3 separate regions of the Zea mays genome follow, and all the other regions are linked to region 3. The links are chromatin contacts, called in public Hi-C maps. All regions are on one chromosome and are shown on one strand. The core of a region is the stretch at or near the end of the contact, and the rest is flanking DNA. Distances in the headings are between cores, read along the strand shown.

Region 1 (3,319 bases), core at 332-2,831, 480 kb before region 3:
TCCCCCTTGAGGGCCCATGGCTGCTGCTACCGCAGCCCCTCCGTGGGCCTCCTTAGGCCCTGACAACTACTCTCTCCGTCTCAACTTTACTAGAAAATGATTAAACTTAAGATAATTCAACTTCGGAGGATTCTAGAAATGGATTTATTTTGGGATGGAGGCCGTAATTTTAAACTTAAGATAATTTAACTTTATCAGTGAAAACAGTAATCAAATGAAGGGAGGAAAATCACACGCTAACGATACAAGGAAAATGAATGATGCGCATACAATCAGAAATCCAGCACATGGCAAAAAGAGCTTGTCTAAGCCTCTAACAAAAGGTACTTCTATATACTACTCTCTCTCCGTCTCAGATTTAATAAAGACAAAATATTTTAGGTTAGCCAACTTTATTAGGAAATGATTAAACTTAAGATTATTTAGCTTTAGAGGATTTTAGAAAGTGATTTATTTTGAGACGGATGCAGTAGTGGTTAGCCTTTCTTTGTTAATAAAAAGAGTAGGCAAATGATGAATGATGCTCATACATCAGAAATCAAGCAAATAGTAAGAACAGTATTTTGATGTACTATTTGTCCACTTAATATGAATATTTAAATTGTCGTGTCTCTAGGCAGGCCGCAGGTATACAATATTGGCACCATAGATTTGGCCTTATCGGTGAGTGCTGATCCCCTGCTGCCCGCTACACTGAGAGCTTGGTTTAGTGGACAGAGAAATGGAGGGAATTTATGGGGAGGGATCTTCTTGTTATTCAAAATTTAATAGCAAGATAAACCTTTCCTATAGATCTTTTCATTTTCCTATCCACCAAGCCCGCCCTGATGGTGACGTGTAGGCCCCTAAACGTCAGAGAAGTTTCGTCACCTACCTCACCTTCAGTTTCCCATCTCGAGAAAACGGTAAGCCAAGAACAAGAGAACCGAATCTAGTTCATACGTTCCATATTACTACTATTATCGGGCGGTGCAGGTGGTGGGATGGACAAAAACTTAAAGTTTTGCTTTATTAAATTCCTGGGCCGGCTTGAAAGCGCTACGGCAGTGCTCCCTCCCGTCACGGAACGGGCATGGTAAAATAATCTTTGTAGCTTTAACTTTAATTGGGGACGATTAGCTGTCATATCAAGTGTTAAATTCGTAGAAACCAAATAGTATATTGGGCATGGTCGGAATCAGGTTCTACAGGTTGCCCGCATAGACGATTTCAAAGGCACAATCATGAGCAAGGAAACCAAATTGCGCGAACGGAAGGGAATCGAGTAAGCAGCCAAGCGGATGATGCAGCATGTGCGGCGCGAGACCCTGTTCGATTTACGGAGAGGAGCGGAACGGGGCCGCCGCGGACCTGGTGGCGGTAGTTGTAGTAGCCGCTGGAGCCGGCGATGAGCACAGCCCAGCGGGTCCCGACGTCGCCGTCGTCCGTTTCGTCGGCCGCCGCGGCGCGCTGCGACGGCAGGCGGATGGCCGGCTCGAGGCGTGGGCGCGCCCACGCGGAGGAGAGGCAGACGGAGAGTAGCAGCGAGAGGCGGAGGCGAGCGGCCACCATTTGCGTGGGAGGGAGGGAGGGAAGGAAGCGAGAGTGGAACTGGGAGTCGGTTGGGAAGAAGTCAAGATCAAGAAGGGGTTTTGGTTGGGGTCCGGGAGGAGGAAAGCATCCAACGTCTCCTTTTATCGTGGGCCGTAGTGTTCGCGTTGGGCCCACGAAGTGGGGCCCGGCGGGAGGTGACGCTTCGTATCCAAATGCACTCTCTTATTTTTAGTGGCTCTACGTCTACGAATTTGAAACCGAACATTTGGATGATACATGTGGTCATGGCTACCGACCGTCATGTGTAACTGGTGTCTCATAACCAACATGGACAGCTATTTTGGATTTTGGTTGCTATACACTATACAGCCTACATTTCTGTTGTTTCGTTTGCCGTTCGGCACTTGTCAAAGCAGCCATTTTGTTATCTGCAGTCAAGGCAGTCATATCTGGCTTCTCATTATATATATATATATATATATATATATATATATATATATATATATATATATATATATATATATATATATATATAAAGTAGTTAGATCAGGCCTGATAGAAAGCTGGATGAAAAATTGAAGTGGCAAAAAGAGAGAGAACTGGGTTTCGTTTGTTCGTCCTAGATTTGTTGGTTACACCCATTCCACGGTCGTCCTTGTGGTGTGAGTTGTGAGTTCCGTTATGTGCATACCTGCCTGCCGCCCTACCCTACGCCAGACGGGCGAGTGGGCCTCTCTCTCTGCTCCGTGGACTGACGAGGACCACCAGCGGCACACAAGGGGTCCAGCCCAGCCCAGGACTCTGGCCTGTGGCCGCTGCTGCACAGCCCGTACGGATCATCGGAGTCTACCTACCGCCAGTTACTGCCTACAGCAACGTCCTCTGTATCTATCCTCTATATCCGTCATTTACAGTCTTCTCTAAATAATTTTATCTTCTATATCTCCTCCCCCTCCAACAACGTTCTCTAAATCACGTCCTCTATATGCAAATACCTATATTAGAGACATTTTTTATTTTTTTATTTTTATACCTACGTATTTGTCATACTCTTAAATGTATTGTACATGTTTTAGTTTTGCTAAACCGGTTATTTAAAGTATTCAAATGGATAGAGAACTGTTTAGAGAAACTCTATATATAGAGAATCCAGCAGCGTTCTCTAAATTTAGAGGACCGTTTAGAGGACGTTGCTTGTCGGCGTTTCGACCCCGGGGGGTCCCTGGACCGACGAGTAAATTGTCGCTGTGTGTCCCAGCCCAGATGGGTCGGCGCGAGACGGAGCACAAAGTGGGGAAAAACAGCAAAAGGGGAACTCGCGGCCTCCGTGTTGTCCTGCGCCCAGGTCGGGTGCGCTTGCAGTAGGGGGTTACAAGCGTTCACGAGGGAGAGAGAGAGAAAGAGAGAGACTGTCCGCCAGCCCGTTCTCCCGCGCGGCCAACCTTCCCGTACGAGAGCCCTGGGCCTTCCTTTTATACAAGTAAGGAGAGGGCTCAGGTGTACAATGGGGGGTGTAGCAATGTGCTAACGTGTCTAGCAGAGAGGAGCCAGAGCCCTAAGTACATGCCGTCGTGGCAGTCGGAGAGGTTTTGGCGCCCTGTTCATGTGATGTCGTGGCCGTCGGAGGAGTGCTTGAGCCCTGTGGAAGTACAGCTGTCGGAGCTGTCGGATCCTTGCTGACGTCTCCTTGCTTTCGTAAGGGGCTGAGACCGCCGTCGTCATGGAGCACTCGGGGTGCCATCATTACTTGTTTACCGGGGCGAGCCAGATGGGACGCCGGTCTTGT
Region 2 (3,376 bases), core at 745-3,244, 260 kb before region 3:
CTGAAAGAAGATTAAGAGAGATTCAAGTCACATCATACATCAAAGGACCGAGTGGGAGCCATGCAACATCCCATCGAATTCTTGGCAACCTACAACACCAACAGTCAGAAGGAATACCATATCTAGAACTGGCTGCTGTGTGTTAGTGTAGCTACAACAGCTAGAATAGTGCTGACATGATACAAATGGTTTTGAAATGCTAATATTTTAGCAAAGCATTTGAGTGACATGGGAAGGGAAAAAAAGATAAGTTGACTAAGACGATATACCTCAAGATGTAGTATGTCCAAAAGATGGCTACCAAAATGCCAACATAGCAAGAATACCACATCCACTTCTTTGATGGGCCTGAATTCTGTAGTAATCCTTTCACAGCAAATAGGCATGCTAGAGCAGCTATCCAATCTGCAATTTAACATTTATGTATTTTTAGATCAAAGTGTTGGGAGAACTATTTTGAGTTGGCTAATACATATGCCTTTTGTGCCAATCAGGCTATGAGCACCATGTTCTCCATTTTATTTCGGAATCCTAGGACAAAATATGGAATCCAAGTGGAATAAGTTATTAACAACCAGGTGCTGGTAAGTCACCAGTATCATTTTTTCCCAGCCTCTTTCAGACTCCTAAGTTACAGCTATCAACTAACAGCAATTAGGATACTGATAAAATCGTAATCATGAACATTTGCTGAGAGTAAACGGCCCTTTCATGCAAATGATCAGGGAAGTCTTGAAAGAACTAAGATAAGGATACAGCATTGTGAATAACATGGTGCATGCACACACAAATATGCTAAGTAGATCCCTATATGAGCATCAATATTGTACAGTACAATGAATATGTGGTTTATAAAGACATCTTCTGATAATATTGAGAAGCTAACAATTGTTTTAGGTGGCCAATAAAATTGTAAGTACTAAGTAAGCACCGTAGTTAAACAACAACCAGATCCAAAATAATTCAGTTAGAAGCATCAACACATGATTTGTTTACAACTTTGCAAACTCAAACTAAATAGTTGAAGGAGATACCAAACCTGCAATTATGACCATTGGTGCAGGCAAATCTTCCATGAAGTAAGCATGGTACCGCTGTTAATTTGAGAAGCACAGTTTAAGGCAAATCGATTAACTACACCAATAAGAAAAACTTGATTCTTCCTATAATAATGATTCTTCCTAGTGCCAAGCATACATCAGTGACTAACTATTTCCAATATTGCAAGCATTTTAGTTATCAGGAAGCTTTCAAGAAAGCGTAAGTATACAAGACAAAATAACATGATATTATGGTCCAAATCCAATGTAAAAGGAACTCACTGTGTGGTGCCTGAATGAACTTGGGGCCTCAATTAATGGCAGGTGTAATCAACAATTGGGCATAAAACATGACCATAAACGTCATAAACAGAAGAATAGTTGTCAGGAGTAAGAAACCAACCAGCTCCCAGGGAGACCAAGCATGATGGAAACTGGAGTAGACAAGGAAGGCCACGTAACCTAGGAGGAACCCCGCGAAGACGCGCTGCACAAAACAGTAGGTGATGTGAGCACTAAATCAACAAATCTAGACACAAACCAGAGCCCTGCGCCCACGGAAGGTCTCTCCTCCAGTTCTCCCATAACGCCGGAAAGAATCGGGAATCTGAAACGCACCCTCCAACGGCGGCCTTGCTGCGCCTGCTTAGCCTCCAGAGACCGGACCAGCTCTTCTTGCTCTGCAAAACGAATTGCCGCAGCAACAATTAATCGATTTCGTGGCGTCAGCAGCGTCTAAAACCCGATGGGCAGGGGAACGGGGAGGTGGGCGCGTGAAATTGCATCGTACCTTGGGTGTCCATGGGGACGAGGTCGTCTGGGTCATCGTCGCCGCCGTCGTGCCGCCTCCACCACCGCCTAGTCGCGGTCGTCGCCATCCTCGCTTCTGAATTTCGGATCTCACGAGGCCGGGCACTAGGCTCCGTGCCGAGAGAGACGACGCTTCGACCTTTCTTCCTTGCGCTCGCTGTTTGGTTGGGTGACTTATTGCGAAATGGAAAATATATAACCGGTGCATTGATGGAAATATATAATATCACGATAATTTATATACAAAATATAGTATACTATTATAAAAAAAGTTTTTATAATCCATTTTGATTCCGTTATACATAAATTTTGTTATTTTAATCTAGTCATTTCACCACTACATTGCAATTATCAGTATCATACAGACTTCAATACCCCACATATATCGGAAGAAGTTCTCTCGTACATCGTTAGTTATCAGGCACGCACCACCGTACGCGCTTGCTTAAAAAAAGGCAAGTGTGTGTTTGCGAAGAGAATTGAATGGGGACCGGCATAAAAGCTACATGGACGGTGGCGAGGATGACGAACTGGTCATTGTTGTTTGTCCTCCTCTGCGTCACCTCCGGCGCCGATATAACGCCACAATCCTTGATATAGTAGTCGTCGAGCACGTGCAACATGGCGAGTCCCGATGACTCATGGCTGGGCTGCCAGACGAAGTGCACCCCGGGCTCATCAGCGAGTTAGTACATCTGGTCGTTGCACCACCGGATGCGCTACTTCTCTGCATACATCATGTTCGAGGACACTCACACAACGTTAGCAATGGTGGTCGTCCCAGCACACAAGAATTCATGGTCGGTCAGTAGCGACTTATATGGCAGGTTGAGCTTCAGGTGGGCGATAAGCTGGACGGTGTGATGGTGTTGTCGTCAGATGCGGTACCCAGAACAATTCGAGAGTCGCCGACATTGGCGACGACCATGAGGTCCCCCTACTTGACGATGGACAATGCGGTGCAGAACGAAGTCGTTCTATTTTTTGTTTGTTTGAAGAGTGGAATAGAGCGAAGCCGCTCCATTTTTTATTGGGTTAAAGAATCATATGAGTGTGAAGTGAAAGGGAGCGTTTGCGCCTAGGCATTTTGGTGGAACGGATCATCCTAACTATTTATGATATATTCGCATATGAAGACTACAAGAACCACTCTGCTCCTCTTTCATTGGAAATAAAACATCCAGAAAATAAAAATAGAGCTACTCCATTCTACTTCACTCAATCAAACATATCCTTAGTATATGTCCAATCATTTATATAATTCGCATTCTTCGGGCAGTTTGGATCAAAGGAGCTAAACTAAACTAACTAAATTTTAGCTCCTTGTGAGCTAAGAGAAACTAAAATGAAAACAAAAAAAACTTTTGGTCAATTTTAACTTTTTCTATTCGGACCTTTACCTCCTAAAGTAACTAACCTGAAGTGACTAAACTTTGCTTTAGCTCCTTAGCTTGAGCATTGATATACTTCGTTTTATTTCCTGAGACTACGTAAAAGGTTACTCAGGATGGATAGGCTTGCAACTT
Region 3 (3,320 bases), core at 124-2,623:
CACTTGTTTGGGAAGTTAAAAGCGAATACTGAAGCCTAAAACATGCATACAACTTCAAATGATCAGCTCACCAGAATGAATAAAAATTTCAAATCCAACTTCATATAGGGTAATATTTTCTTAGTATTAGCACAATTTCTAAACTACAGAAAGACTTGGAGAGTATGTTCCTAGATCAAACATACACCAAAAAAATAGACAAGTCTCTGTGCATGCAATTTTAATCTATGTCTTAGCTTTAAGAAATGCATGAATTTGTTTGCCGCCCCCCCCCCCCCCCCCCCCCCCCCAACAAAAAAAACATGCATAGAAACGTAAGCTTCTCCTTATCACCTAAGGGTTACTTATGATACCTATATTACTCTCTAGGTTCAGGCAACAGGGGGCTGAGAGATACGTTCAATTGATGCTGCCACCATGTGTAACAAGAACAACATCTAGAGGTAAGGGTAAGCACCCCTATTTAGATATGGATGCAAACATCCAAAAAAAACATATATATTTCAGTGATAATAATTAGATTGAGTTAGCTATACACTTCCGAGGCCCTAAGATCAATCCAGCATACATAGTACCCTCCTTTTTGAATTTCTCAATTTCTCATTGTACCTAAATCAAAAGTTTCACCCAAAAAACGGTTCCTTGCTTGACTTGAGAGTGAACACAACATGAGAGAGTTATGCAATGACCATTAGACCAAGGAGAAAAAGTAGCGGCAACAGATCATCAGAAGCCAGAAGAATCAACGCATGAACAAGGAGCATAACAAATTGATTACAGAGAGCAACAGGGGTAGAGCGAGGGTTTGTACGGACATGCTGCCGTCTGGGCGGCCGAGGAGCTTGATAGGTGTGCCGGCAGAGCGCGGCGGGATGACGATGTTCTCGGGAAGCTCGCCCATGCCGAGGATCCGGCCAGGCCACCAGGATCCGTTACGGCGGCGCACCCAGACGAGCGCTCCGACCTCGGCGTCCGGCCCCGTCACGCCGCCGGGCCACTCCTCTCCCGCGCAGCTCCCCATCACCCTGTATGTATGCAACCCCTATCTCACCACCACCACCACCACCACCACCACCATCGCCTCTCCTCTCGCTCCTCCCCCAACTAAAGTCAATAAACCTCCTTTTTCTTGTCCAAGAGATCAGGAAGAGCCTTAGGAACCGAGAAACGGCTTGTAGGAGATGGCTCTGCGAGCCCGGGTAGCGGCGACGGCTGCCTCCTGGAGGCGGTGGTTCTCAGTGTGCAGGTGGGGAGAAGAGGTGGAAGGAGCGGAGGGGGCAGGGTCCCGGGAAGGAGGAAGAAGGGATTGGGGGCACAGGGGTGTGCGTTGGGCCGTTTTGGGTGCTCACGATGGAGCAAATGGGCTCCGAGAGGACCCAAAGCCCATTTTCAAAGACAGTATCAGTACGTCACGGTTAGAATGAAAACAGACAGAAACGGTATAGAAAATCTCTCACGTTTTCGTTACCATATTTTTTTATCGAAAACGGGAGCGAGGACAGTTTAGCCGAAAACGAAAACGGTTACAGGATATACAGTTACACAAAACAGATTAAAACGAATGGATATGCAACAAAAACTCTAAATCTAAACTTTGTTCATCAACATTCTTCAATAATCGACCCTAAACTTGTGGATACATAAGATAAGACGGAATATCATGTACAGTTGTAACATGTTAATATAATAGCATCAAATATTACGCAAGCATGCCATAGAGGTTACGACTAAGCTAGTATTTTTTTGTATTTTTATTTTTTTGCTACCTAAAACGGGATTCTGAAAATGGGGAACACGGGAATATCCCAGTAAAAAGTGGATTTCGGAAATACTGTCGGAAAAACACTGAATCGGTTTCGTTCCCGTTCCCGCAATATGCCATCCTGTTTCCATCACGTTTCTGTTTTTCCCGATGAAAATTATCCGAATAAAAATGGAACACGGTACCAGATGAACCAGGATTTTTCCTATTCGTTTTCATCTCTGATCACGGTGGAAAAAGTCTACGTGACCTTCTTCGGCTCTGCGACTCCAATTTACCTCCTCAGTTATAAAACCGTATGATGTCTGATTTAGCGATTTAGCGTCTTACGCTCATTTAGATAAAGACTTGTGTTTGGTTGTAATGACAAGACGGGACGAGATAGGATGATCTTTTAGATAAGGCTATTTGGTTGAGGATCAGGATTTGGAACACGACCATCTCAGTCTGTTCCCGGTTGTCCGTCAAAATTGAATAGACGAGAGAGGACGACAAGGGACATAGCTGTCCCTAACTGTTCCAGCTGTCCCACAACCTAATACACTATAAAATTTTATCCCATCATATTAGATATTTGAACATTAGTTACAAATATTAATTATAATCTAATTACAAAATCAATTATAAAAGTAAGGACTAAACGATAAGACGAGTCTATTAAACTTAACAAATTCATGATTGACTCATACAATGCTACAACAAAAACATTCGTTAATTATGTGTTAATTAGGTTTAATAAATTAACTATATAATTAGTTTTGTAATTAGAAATACTCGTAATTGGTATGACGTGTACTGAACTTTGGTCAGGTAACCAAATACCCCCTTACTCAACAACTGCGACGCTACATTAGCCATTCTATGTAGCACTACATCAACTATGAGCCCAAAAATGATAAATTGAACTTTCATGATACTATAGGAAGATCAAATGTACTTTATAAAAGAATCGTAAAAATATTAATATTACAATATTTTTATAAAATAAATATACATTTAAAATATATATTTATTATTTAAATATTAGTAAAAATGTATCTATATTGAGCTAGGAAAACTGGACTTTTTATCTTTGTACGTAGAATCGTGCTCTATGTTGAGCTAGGAAAGAATGATTTTAGAAAATACTAGCAAAGTGTTCAACACGTAGTTATAATTTCTATTTATTCTTAAGTATAAAATATAAAACAAAACTAAATTTGTATTATATTGGTTGTTAGTTAGATGAGTGTGAATGTGGGTTTAGAGTCAACAAACATGACTTGAATTTCTATTTATGCATAATTTTAGTATTTTTACTATTTAAATGTAGAAATGTAGGAGAACACAACATCGGTGGAAAACGAATCAAAAAAACTAGTGATTTAGGCCCTATTTGGAACAGCTCCAGCTCTAGTAAATTTAGTGAGTTGGTATAATAAGTCATTAGGTGCTTCAGAAAATCATGGAGCTGAAGCTGTAAGCCTTTAGAAGACATTAACATAAGTCATTTTATTTATTATTTAAATTAAATATATTTTTAAAAACTATTTAAATTGATATTATAAACTACGCTCCA

What was found. A called contact is a pair of places that touch in the nucleus more often than the background predicts.
Region 1: a Hi-C map of endosperm shows a contact between it and region 3, with 2.8 times the contacts expected there. The contact joins the promoter of LOC542001 here to the promoter of LOC103637334 in region 3. A contact is called at or near these places in 2 of 25 Hi-C or Micro-C datasets (bundle sheath and endosperm).
Region 2: a Hi-C map of ear shows a contact between it and region 3, with 2.3 times the contacts expected there. The contact joins the promoter of LOC100193312 here to the promoter of LOC103637334 in region 3. A contact is called at or near these places in 4 of 25 Hi-C or Micro-C datasets (bundle sheath, ear, endosperm and 1 more).

What each region holds. Positions count from the first base shown.
Region 1 is chr8:141,379,527-141,382,845 of Zm-B73-REFERENCE-NAM-5.0, reverse strand. It overlaps LOC542001 (legumain-like protease), which reads right to left and starts at 1,581. Exons shown (of 9, transcript NM_001254787.1): 1 at 1,351-1,581. The coding sequence starts at 1,551.
Region 2 is chr8:141,162,707-141,166,082 of Zm-B73-REFERENCE-NAM-5.0, reverse strand. LOC100193312 reads right to left here and starts at 1,994. Exons shown (of 7, transcript NM_001346832.1): 1 at 1,831-1,994; 2 at 1,659-1,720; 3 at 1,444-1,527; 4 at 1,040-1,094; 5 at 270-405; 6 at 39-89. The coding sequence starts at 1,918.
Region 3 is chr8:140,902,136-140,905,455 of Zm-B73-REFERENCE-NAM-5.0, reverse strand. It overlaps LOC103637334, which reads right to left and starts at 1,373. Exons shown (of 3, transcript XM_008659553.4): 1 at 816-1,373. The coding sequence starts at 1,021.